Linked DNA regions of Mus musculus: region 2 is linked to region 1. Evidence: chromatin contacts called from public promoter capture Hi-C data. All regions are on one chromosome and are shown on one strand. Each heading gives the region's core, a stretch centred on a gene start, on an enhancer-like site or on the middle of the called end of the contact. The rest is flanking DNA. Distances are from core to core; before and after follow the strand shown.

Region 1 (4,394 bases), core at 724-3,223:
AATATAGATCTGGGCGCTGAAGTAGGAGGCAGGCAGCAGGTCCTCAATAATGGCACACATCATCCAGAAGGCATCCTCCTCCTCCAGGAACAGCAGGAGACAGGCAGCCACCTAGCCAGAGAGGGGAGCATGGGGCTCCTACCCAGACTCATGTGAATCAGAAAAGGGGCTCCCAGTGGCTAGTGTGGGCTCAATTTTATACTTGATGGGGTCTAACCCTGGAGAAGGGAGGGTTAGCCTTGGCCTGGACTATTACAGAATCCCTATTCCTGGGACGGAAGCAAGCCACCCACAGCTTCTCTACCTTATTGCATGGGCATCAGTCTACAGTTGCATCAAACAAGGTCTCTTGGGGTGGTATGGGGATCTGACAGATCGAAAAGGACCTGCTCCGTACCATGCCCAGCAACGCCTGCTTTGCCAATGTGAACAGCATCGGTGTTCCCCGCCTGCGCAGAGTCCTCCGAGCACTGGCCTGGCTCTACCCAGAGATTGGCTACTGCCAGGGCACAGGCATGGTGAGCAACCTGGGAGGCAACTGGTATACCAGGGTCTTCTCCAGGCCTCTTCTGAGGCATGTTTCCCTAAGGTGCTGTAAGGGTGGGAGGCCGGGATTGACCTGGGAGTCCTCAAGGAGGGCCATGGGATCTTTTTTTTTCCCCCTAGGGGCCCTCTCAACCAGCCTGAAGAGGTGTGCCGAGTATCTATCCTAGAATAGAGCCCCTTTTCTGATTCACATGAGTCTGGGTAGGAGCCCCATGCTCCCCTCTCTGACTAGGTGGCTGCTTGTCTCCTGCTGTTCCTGGAGGAGGAGGATGCCTTCTGGATGATGTGTGCCATTATTGAGGACCTGCTGCCTGCCTCCTACTTCAGCACTACCCTGCTGGGAGTCCAGACTGACCAGCGGGTCCTGCGCCACCTGATTGTCCAGTACCTGCCTCGCTTAGACAAACTGTTGCAGGAGCACGACATTGGTGAGACCTGGCTGCCTTCTTCCCCAAGGTTCAGGGATCCCAAGATGGTGGTACCACCTCTGAGCTCCAAGGTTTCGAGGCAGCGGAGGCTCATGTGGCTTACGTTGCTTTTGTCCTTTTGCATTCTGATCCCTTCCCATCCCTTCCCTTCTCTTCCCCTCCCCTCCCCTCTGCTGCTTTTTGGGAGCTGGCCCGTACTTGCCCAGGCTGATCCTACAGGTGTCTTTGGTGTCTGTTGGCAGAGCTGTCTCTTATCACGCTGCACTGGTTCCTCACGGCCTTCGCCAGCGTGGTGCACATCAGACTGCTGCTGCGCATCTGGGACCTGTTTTTCTACGAGGGCTCCCTGGTGTTGTTCCAGACTACGCTGGGCATGCTGCGCCTTAAGGTGCTTGCAGAGTCTCCTGTCCACTGGTCAGGGCTACCTGGCTTCTAGACAGAACAGGAGAGCATGTACCTAATATGGTAGCCCTGGTGTCACCCTCTGGGGACACACTGCAGTAGTCCAGTCTTCATCATAGCGTTGCCTGAGAGAAGCCTTGAGTGTGGGTGTGCAGGGGGAACTTCCTGGGCATGCCAAAGGGCACAGGTTTCTAGGAGGGTGCCAGGGCCACGCTCCTTACTCTCCCACTCCCAGGAGGAAGAGCTGATACAGTCTGAGAACTCAGCTTCCATCTTCAACACGCTGTCAGACATTCCTGCACAGATGGATGACGCAGAGCTGCTGCTGGGGGAGGCCATGAGGCTGGCTGGCTCCCTCACTGATGTGGCCGTGGAGACCCAGCGTCGCAAGCACCTGGCCTACCTTATTGCAGACCAAGGCCAAACCCTGGGGACGGGCACCACCACTAACCTCTCTCAGGTGGGCCCTGTCTTTGCCAAATCACGGAGTTCTCAGACTGAGGGGGTGTGAGGAACAGACTGTCTCTCCCATGCATCTGCCTGCAAACGCCCAGTTAGAGCATCAGACGGCCACTAAGGGGTGCTGTAGGCTTCCTTGGTAACATGCATTCCTGAACTCTGAACTGGGTAGTTTAAGCCTGAGCTGAAGATACGCCTTGATGTGAGAGTCAGCTTCAGCCATTAGAAATGCCCAGGCTTAGTGAGCCACAAGCACGTTAGTGTCTCCCCTTTTTGAGTGGCTACTTTGCCCACTGACCTGCCGTCCTCTCCACAGGTTGTACGGCGCAGGACGCAGCGGAGGAAGTCTGGTATCACTTCCCTGCTTTTTGGTGAGCCCAAGTGTGGGTGGGTGCTGGCTCTTCTGGGGCTGGGCAGAACCAGCTACTGCGTGCATCCTAGCGGGAGTGGAGATTCGGCAGGACCTGTTACTATGCCAGTGTGCCCCCCCCCCCCCCAGGAGAGGACGACCTAGAAGCTCTCAAGGCAAAGAACATCAAGCAAACAGAGCTGGTAGCCGACCTTCGCGAAGCCATTTTGCGTGTGGCACGCCACTTCCAGTGCACAGACCCCAAGAACTGTAGTGTGGTAAGTGTCAGGCTCCCCTCAACTTGGGGCTCTCCTTCCCCAGCCCACTCTTGGCACTGAGGCTCCTCCTCCACTGTGTGGGCCTTTCCTTTCTGCCAGGAGCTGACCCCAGACTACAGCATGGAGAGCCACCAGCGGGACCATGAGAACTACGTGGCATGCTTACGCAGCCACCGGCGCCGGGCCAAGGCCCTGCTGGACTTTGAGCGGCACGATGATGATGAGCTAGGCTTCCGCAAAAATGACATCATCACGGTGTGTGGGGGGCCTAGCGTGCACACTTCCTGCTGCCTCCTCCCCACCTTCCCTGTAGAGCTGATGTTGAATAAGCTTGATCTCAGCCCGGCGGGTACTGAGGACGCCTGCTTTGGGAAGGCCCTGAGCCCTGGCCCGTTCTCTTCTGCAGATCATTTCCCAGAAGGATGAGCACTGCTGGGTGGGTGAGCTGAACGGCCTGAGAGGTGAGGGCTTTTGTGTGCTGCAGGCTGGCAAGGAAGGCCTTTGCTCTACCTAGGCCTACAGCCGCAGACCCCGAGCCTCCGAGGGTGCTGGGCTTTTCTTCCCTCTTGGTCTTCTTGGCATGCCTGTCCTGCTTGAAGGTTCTGGGTGATTTGGGAGCCCTTTGTCCTTGGTCCTTGGGGAGAAGGGCTGGGACAGCTTCTGCTGCTCCCCACATAGCTGCTTCCCCCCACAGGCTGGTTTCCAGCCAAGTTTGTGGAGGTCCTGGATGAGCGAAGCAAAGAGGTAAGAATGTGGAGCTGCTCTTTGTTGCAGCCTAGTGTGAGACCATCCTACCCTGTGACAGCTGCCAGGGTGACAGGGGGTGGCTGGCTGCAGGTGTCAGGCTAGCGCTTCTCAAATGTTCTCTCCATCAGTACTCCATTGCGGGGGACGACTCTGTGACAGAAGGAGTAACAGACCTCGTGCGAGGAACCCTCTGCCCAGCCCTCAAGGCCCTGTTTGAACACGGATTGAAGAAGCCATCCTTGCTTGGAGGGGCTTGTCACCCCTGGCTGTTTATCGAGGAGGTGATCACAATTGGTCCCCGTGCCTTCTCAGTCCTGCAGGGCCACTTGCTCACCTCAGTCCCTTCCTGGGTTCCTGCAGGAGGCAGAAGGAGTGTTGTAGGGCAGTGGCGTGCGCTCACCCATCCCTGTCCTCATGTTGTCTTGTCTACCACAGGCAGCGGGCCGTGAAGTCGAAAGAGACTTTGATTCTGTGTACTCCCGCCTGGTGCTCTGTAAGACATACAGGTACATACGTACTGCCTGTGTTACCCACCAATGTCCAGCATGGCAACCAGTGACGGCACTCTTGTTCTTGCAGGCTGGACGAAGATGGCAAAGTCCTGACCCCTGAAGAGCTGCTGTACCGGGTAAGCTGCTTGCCAGCATTCTTAAACTCTCTCTGGCCAGCCACTTGGCACTTAAGTGACAGTGTCCCCTCCTCAGGCAGTGCAGTCTGTGAATGTGACCCATGATGCAGCACACGCACAAATGGATGTCAAGCTCCGCTCACTTATCTGCGTGGGGCTAAAGTAAGTGTAGAGGAGAGGGACCGTCAGGGGCTATCCCATAGGGCAGAACCACTGTGCGAGGGAAGCCCCTAGAGCTTTCCATAGATGGTGCTCAGGAGCTCCTGGGAATGGGGTTGCAAGTTGGGGGTCCTCCAGGCCTAGCCTCATCCTCCTTGCCTGTTCTCAGTGAACAGGTCCTACACCTGTGGCTGGAGGTTCTCTGCTCCAGCCTGCCCACTGTGGAGAAGTGGTACCAGCCCTGGTCCTTCCTGCGAAGCCCTGGCTGGGTCCAGATCAAGTGTGAGCTCCGGTGAGTGGGCAGCTCTGCAGGGCTTAGAACTTGGTGGTAAAGGAAGCTAGCAGGTTGGCAGAAGAGTCCAGCATGACCAGAGACTGTTCTTTGGTCCCTAGTGTCC
Region 2 (4,394 bases), core at 873-3,372, 180 kb after region 1:
GCCCTTTATGGGCTAAGATCCTGTTTTATACTTTTCTGAATCCCGCCCTCGCAGCATTTGGCAGAGTATTAAGGACATGGAAAGTCTGCAGTAAATACTTTTGGATGATAGGAGACACCTCTCTCTCTCATGATTTAAAAACTTCCCCTAGTGAACGTGACTCTGGAAGGCCTTGTTAAAAAGGACACTTCTCAAAAATTCGGGCAAAGAACTGAACGAAATTCAAGCCCTGGACTACAGACATTTTTCTTTGGATCTCTCTCTGAAGAAAGCAGTAGCAGTCTGTGTCTTTCCAAGGCTCAGGCCTTTAATCCCAGCACTCAGAAACCAGAGGCACGCAGAACTCTGGATTCAAGGCCAGCCTGATCTACTTAGTAAGTTCCAGGCCAGCCACAGCTACACAGTGAGACTTTAAAAACAAAACAAAACAAAAAACAGCCAGCTATCAGGAAGCCCTCTGATTTGCTATGAAAGAAACAAACACCAGTAGATGAAACTCAGTTTAACTTTCAGCCAAGGGTTCCCCTCCCTACAGGGATGGGGCTGTGGGCCAGTTGGCTGTACCATTTTACCCCTGGAAGGCAGTTCATTTTCAACAATAAAACTTCATAAGTGGACTTTTTTTGGTGGAAGGGGCTTCTACAGTAAAGCCCTTAAGTTTGACTTCTTGAACATAAAGATCAGGCTACAGGCTTTGGCTTCAGATCTCGAAAACTTACAATTTGGGGACATTCCGGACACTTTATGGATTTTAAAACTATGTGAACCCATGAAGCATAGGTGTAATTTCATCATATTTAAGTAATGAAGTTCACATTCTTAGTCTTCACACACTTTATGCCAAAGTATTCGGGCAAGCAGTAAACTGACCACCAGTCTGTCCTTTGGTTCTGTCATCTAACAAAGAGAAATCCTGACAAAGACAAGCTATACTGTACTCACACACCTATCCAGCAGTTCTCAACATCAGGATACTCGTCTTTTCTTGGATCCCTTCCTTGTATGTGTTGAACACCATTCCAAGCGTTTTATTACGAATTCTTTCATTTACTGTCTGCATTCCAATGTAATAGGTATTGTTAGTTCCATTTTCCAGATAAGCAATCTAAACGTAGGTTTGATAATCTAACAGGGAAAGCTCCAGCACTAACCACTCTATAGTATTAGTGTTTTCTTATGGAGCGAGGAGGGCGGAAGTCATCAAAGGTACATAGACAAACAGTCACACACACATACACACACACACACACACACACACACACACACACACACACACACGCGAGACGGACACTTCTTTGGCGGTCAAGTTTCAAATCTGCGGAGCCCTGCAGACCTGGAGGCACCCATGCTGCTATATGGTCGTCAGGTCCAGGTGAACCTCCTTGCCACGAGAAGCCTGCGGATTGCACCTGGATCCTCCAGGTTTGCACAAGGGCCGGGAGAAAGCGCTCGACCGGTCGGTCCCAAGCAGATTACACACACTCGGGGAGCAGCCAGGGCGGGAACCTAGCTGCTCCCTAGCCAGCACAGCCCTGCAAGGCGGTGCACAGGTGCACGGTCGCACTCGACTGTCCTGTCGAGTGACCAGGGCTTTGAGACCCCAGCCCCTTGGGAAAGGGCGGGACTGGAGTGGAGGACTGCGGGAGGCAATCCCGGGCTCGGAGCCTACAGCGGCCGGCCGGTCCAGGGCACACGCGGAAGGGTCGAGGGGAGAAAGGATGCTCGAGCGGGGCGGGGCCGGTGGGGGAGGGGGACCCTGCCCGAACTCTCACTCACCGCCTCGTTCGCCTCCTGGCCCGGGCTCCGCGGCTCGCCCCACTCCGGTGCCAGCCGCTCACGTATCCTCCCGAGCCTCTAGTACCAGTCAGACTGCACCAAGTTAGGGAGAGGTCCGCGCAAGCCGAGGGAGCGTGGCGAGCGGGAACGAGGGGGTGGGGAGGGTGGGACGGTCGTTCTTGCCGCCGGGGACACCGCAGACACGACCGCCGCCGGCTCCACTCAGCCACGGAAGCTGCGGGCCCTCCCACCACTCCGGGTCCCGCCTCCGCACCCTCCCCCCTACCCGCCTGGGAGCGACAGCCGTATCGACCAATCAGAAACCTAGCGCCGTTAGGGCTAGCCCGATTTAGGGGGCGTTCGCCGAAGGAAGAGGAACGAGGGAGGCTAGTACGGCGGCGCGACTTCTGTGACTGACATCATAGCGCAGCCAATCGGTAACTGAGAGATGACTTCATCGCTGAAGGAAGTCTGGAACTGGCGGAGCGGCCGCCAAGAGGTGGGAGGAGGTCGGCGATGAGCCGGGGGGCGGAGTCTGGGTCTTAAAGAAACCGTAACACATCTGATCACCCTGTCAAAGGGTGACCGCGGAGCTAGCTACCTAGGGTTCGGTGCCCAGCCTGGAGGTTTAATGCAAAAATCCTGCAGTCTTCATCTTGGTCCTTCCTCCTGTCTTTGCTCCGCCGGGACTCCCAAGTCGATTATTTCACATTCGCATTTCCCGAAAGGACACAATAAATGCCGCTCTGGCCTGGAGCCCTGAACTCTGTCATGTCCCTGCCCTTCCGTGGCCAAGCGCTTTTTTTCTCTGAGTCGGTTCTCCTCCGGTAAAAGGACTGACACCTACCTGCCTAGACTGTTGAGATTATTTATCAACAGCGGAAGCGCTTGCAGCTGGAGGGAAAGAGTTGAATGAACCCAGATTTTATCCGGGGCCTCACTGCACTAAATGAATCTGGGCGGCTCTTCCAACTTTAAAATTCTAAACTGCTGGTGTGTAGCCTAAAAGTGTGTGTATGTCTGTGTGTGTGTGGGTGTGTGGGTGTATGTGTGGGAGAGAGAGAGAGAGCATAACTGCATAAATCCAACATTTAAAGAGACTTATCTACTAAAGCGGTGAGACTAGTTAAAGCCCACCCGGTCAAGTTGCTAAGAGCCACTATGGAGGCCCCTTTTCTGGAACACCACCCCTTCCCCCCAACAAAGGGGGAGAGCGCTGAAAAGGAGAAATAATTCGGACTTGGTGCCTTAGTGTTTCCGAAACACTTTCCCTTGGGAGATATAAACAACCGTCTATCTCCTCCTTTTAGGCCACCATCCACTGGATAAACTGAAGTATGATTGCCCCAGAGTCCAACGTGGAAAACCAGTGAGTTTATTGGGCTTGCTAAGAAATCATGGCTGGCCCCCAAAGCAGCGAGACCACCAAAAAGTTGCACCCCAGCATGGATGATGATGTCCCCATAGCTGCGTAGATGACATACACAGTTCAGTTAAACTTCCATAATCTACACAACTCTAGCCAAGTCACAAGACCTCAAGCAGCTAGGGCAAAATTGAGGACTTGAGAGATTCCTCTCCCCAATGAGCGGGGGGATGTTGGAGGAGGTAACTGGGATCCAGCAAGGATTCAGAGAAGCCCCCCCTAAGTCCTTCCGTCAATGCAGGAACATCTACAGTCAACAAGCCCAGTCTTGAGGGGCTCTTGCAAGATAGCTGTGCTTTTGCAAGGACAGAGCTGCTGGACACAAGGAAAAAGAAAGAAGGTTCTGGAGAACAGAGTCCCCAGTGTGAGAGCAAGGGTTAACACTGTAGAAGCAGAAACCCTCAGGGGCATCCTGACAGACATGGGAAGCCACAGTGACTGGAAGGAGGTAACGCATGTTACATCTCTGAGTGAGTTACTCTGTATGGCTTCCGTTCTCCCCCGGAAATCTCCCAGACTTCTCAGTGGTGTGTGGCTCTGTTGGGATAGGAGAAGGAGCTGCAACTCTCTCTATCCACTGCAGTAAGCCAGCCCGGCCCTGAGTAATTCCCAGTTATTCATCTGTAAGTCAGCTTCAAGTTCCGTACCATGTGTCTCATCACAGAACCTTGGAGGTAGCCCAGATCCTGTGGCCTCTTAGTCACACCTTCCCTCCCAAGATTAAAAAAAAAAAAAAAGAAAGAAAGAAAAAAAAAAACCACAAAAGCCCTAATAAAATTATATGTTCAATAACTATATATGCTATATAAATAAAAACTTAAAATGAAATAAGATTTTATGTATATAAGTCCTCTAACTTGCTATATGGTCAAGGATGACCTTGAACTCATGACCCTCCTGCTTTCGCGTCCCGGGTCCTGGGCTTCTGAGCACTCATCACCACACCTTGTACAACACGTAACTTCTTGAGGTACGTGTCTCACTGAGGGGTGAGACAGAGGAGATTCGGTAAACCGTAGCCTTGGGGTACCTGCGCTAAGTTGGGAGAAGCTAAGGTAATGCTTGAGAGACTTCCACAGTAGGCTGAGTCCTGACTAACAGATGACACATGCAGAGGCACCCTCAGAGGAGAAAGTCCTCCAGTCTGGAATTACTGGTGTGGTGAAGATTTCTCCAAGATAAGCCCAAGGCA

The links. Promoter capture Hi-C pulls out the DNA fragments that hold promoters and counts their contacts.
Region 2: a promoter capture Hi-C map of hippocampal neurons shows a contact between it and region 1, with 4 times the contacts expected there. The contact joins the promoter of 4930483J18Rik here to the enhancer-like site in region 1. A contact is called at or near these places in 18 of 39 promoter capture datasets (the 3T3-L1 cell line, 3T3-L1-derived adipocytes, the C10 cell line and 13 more), 3 of 15 datasets of contacts at CTCF or cohesin (large pre-B cells, pro-B cells and stem cell-derived epiblast-like cells), 33 of 484 Hi-C or Micro-C datasets (B cells, the CH12 cell line, Th1 cells and 11 more), 22 of 115 datasets of contacts at active chromatin or transcription factors (the SCID.adh cell line, astrocytes, craniofacial prominence and 15 more) and 4 of 9 other capture datasets (adipose tissue, embryonic stem cells, liver and 1 more).

Annotation. Positions count from the first base shown.
Region 1 is chr15:81,007,073-81,011,466 of GRCm38.p6, forward strand. It overlaps Sgsm3 (small G protein signaling modulator 3), which reads left to right. Exons shown (of 22, transcript NM_134091.2): 7 at 375-518; 8 at 779-974; 9 at 1,217-1,362; 10 at 1,612-1,836; 11 at 2,152-2,206; 12 at 2,335-2,462; 13 at 2,562-2,717; 14 at 2,869-2,923; 15 at 3,157-3,206; 16 at 3,338-3,490; 17 at 3,645-3,715; 18 at 3,789-3,837; 19 at 3,914-3,999; 20 at 4,166-4,288; 1 more. Among named protein-coding and RNA genes, the nearest start is that of Sgsm3, 32 kb to the left of the region's middle. Within about 2 kb of position 1,974, at least 21 of the 459 cell types and tissues checked have an H3K27ac peak or open chromatin away from gene starts, as enhancers often do. A contact at or near this core is called in differentiating embryonic stem cells, epiblast stem cells and hippocampal neurons, where this site is marked.
Region 2 is chr15:81,188,731-81,193,124 of GRCm38.p6, forward strand. 4930483J18Rik (RIKEN cDNA 4930483J18 gene) reads left to right here and starts at 2,123. Exons shown (of 2, transcript NR_015603.1): 1 at 2,123-2,275; 2 at 3,087-4,027. Mrtfa (myocardin related transcription factor A) reads right to left here and starts at 2,006. Exons shown (of 14, transcript NM_001082536.2): 1 at 1,777-2,006.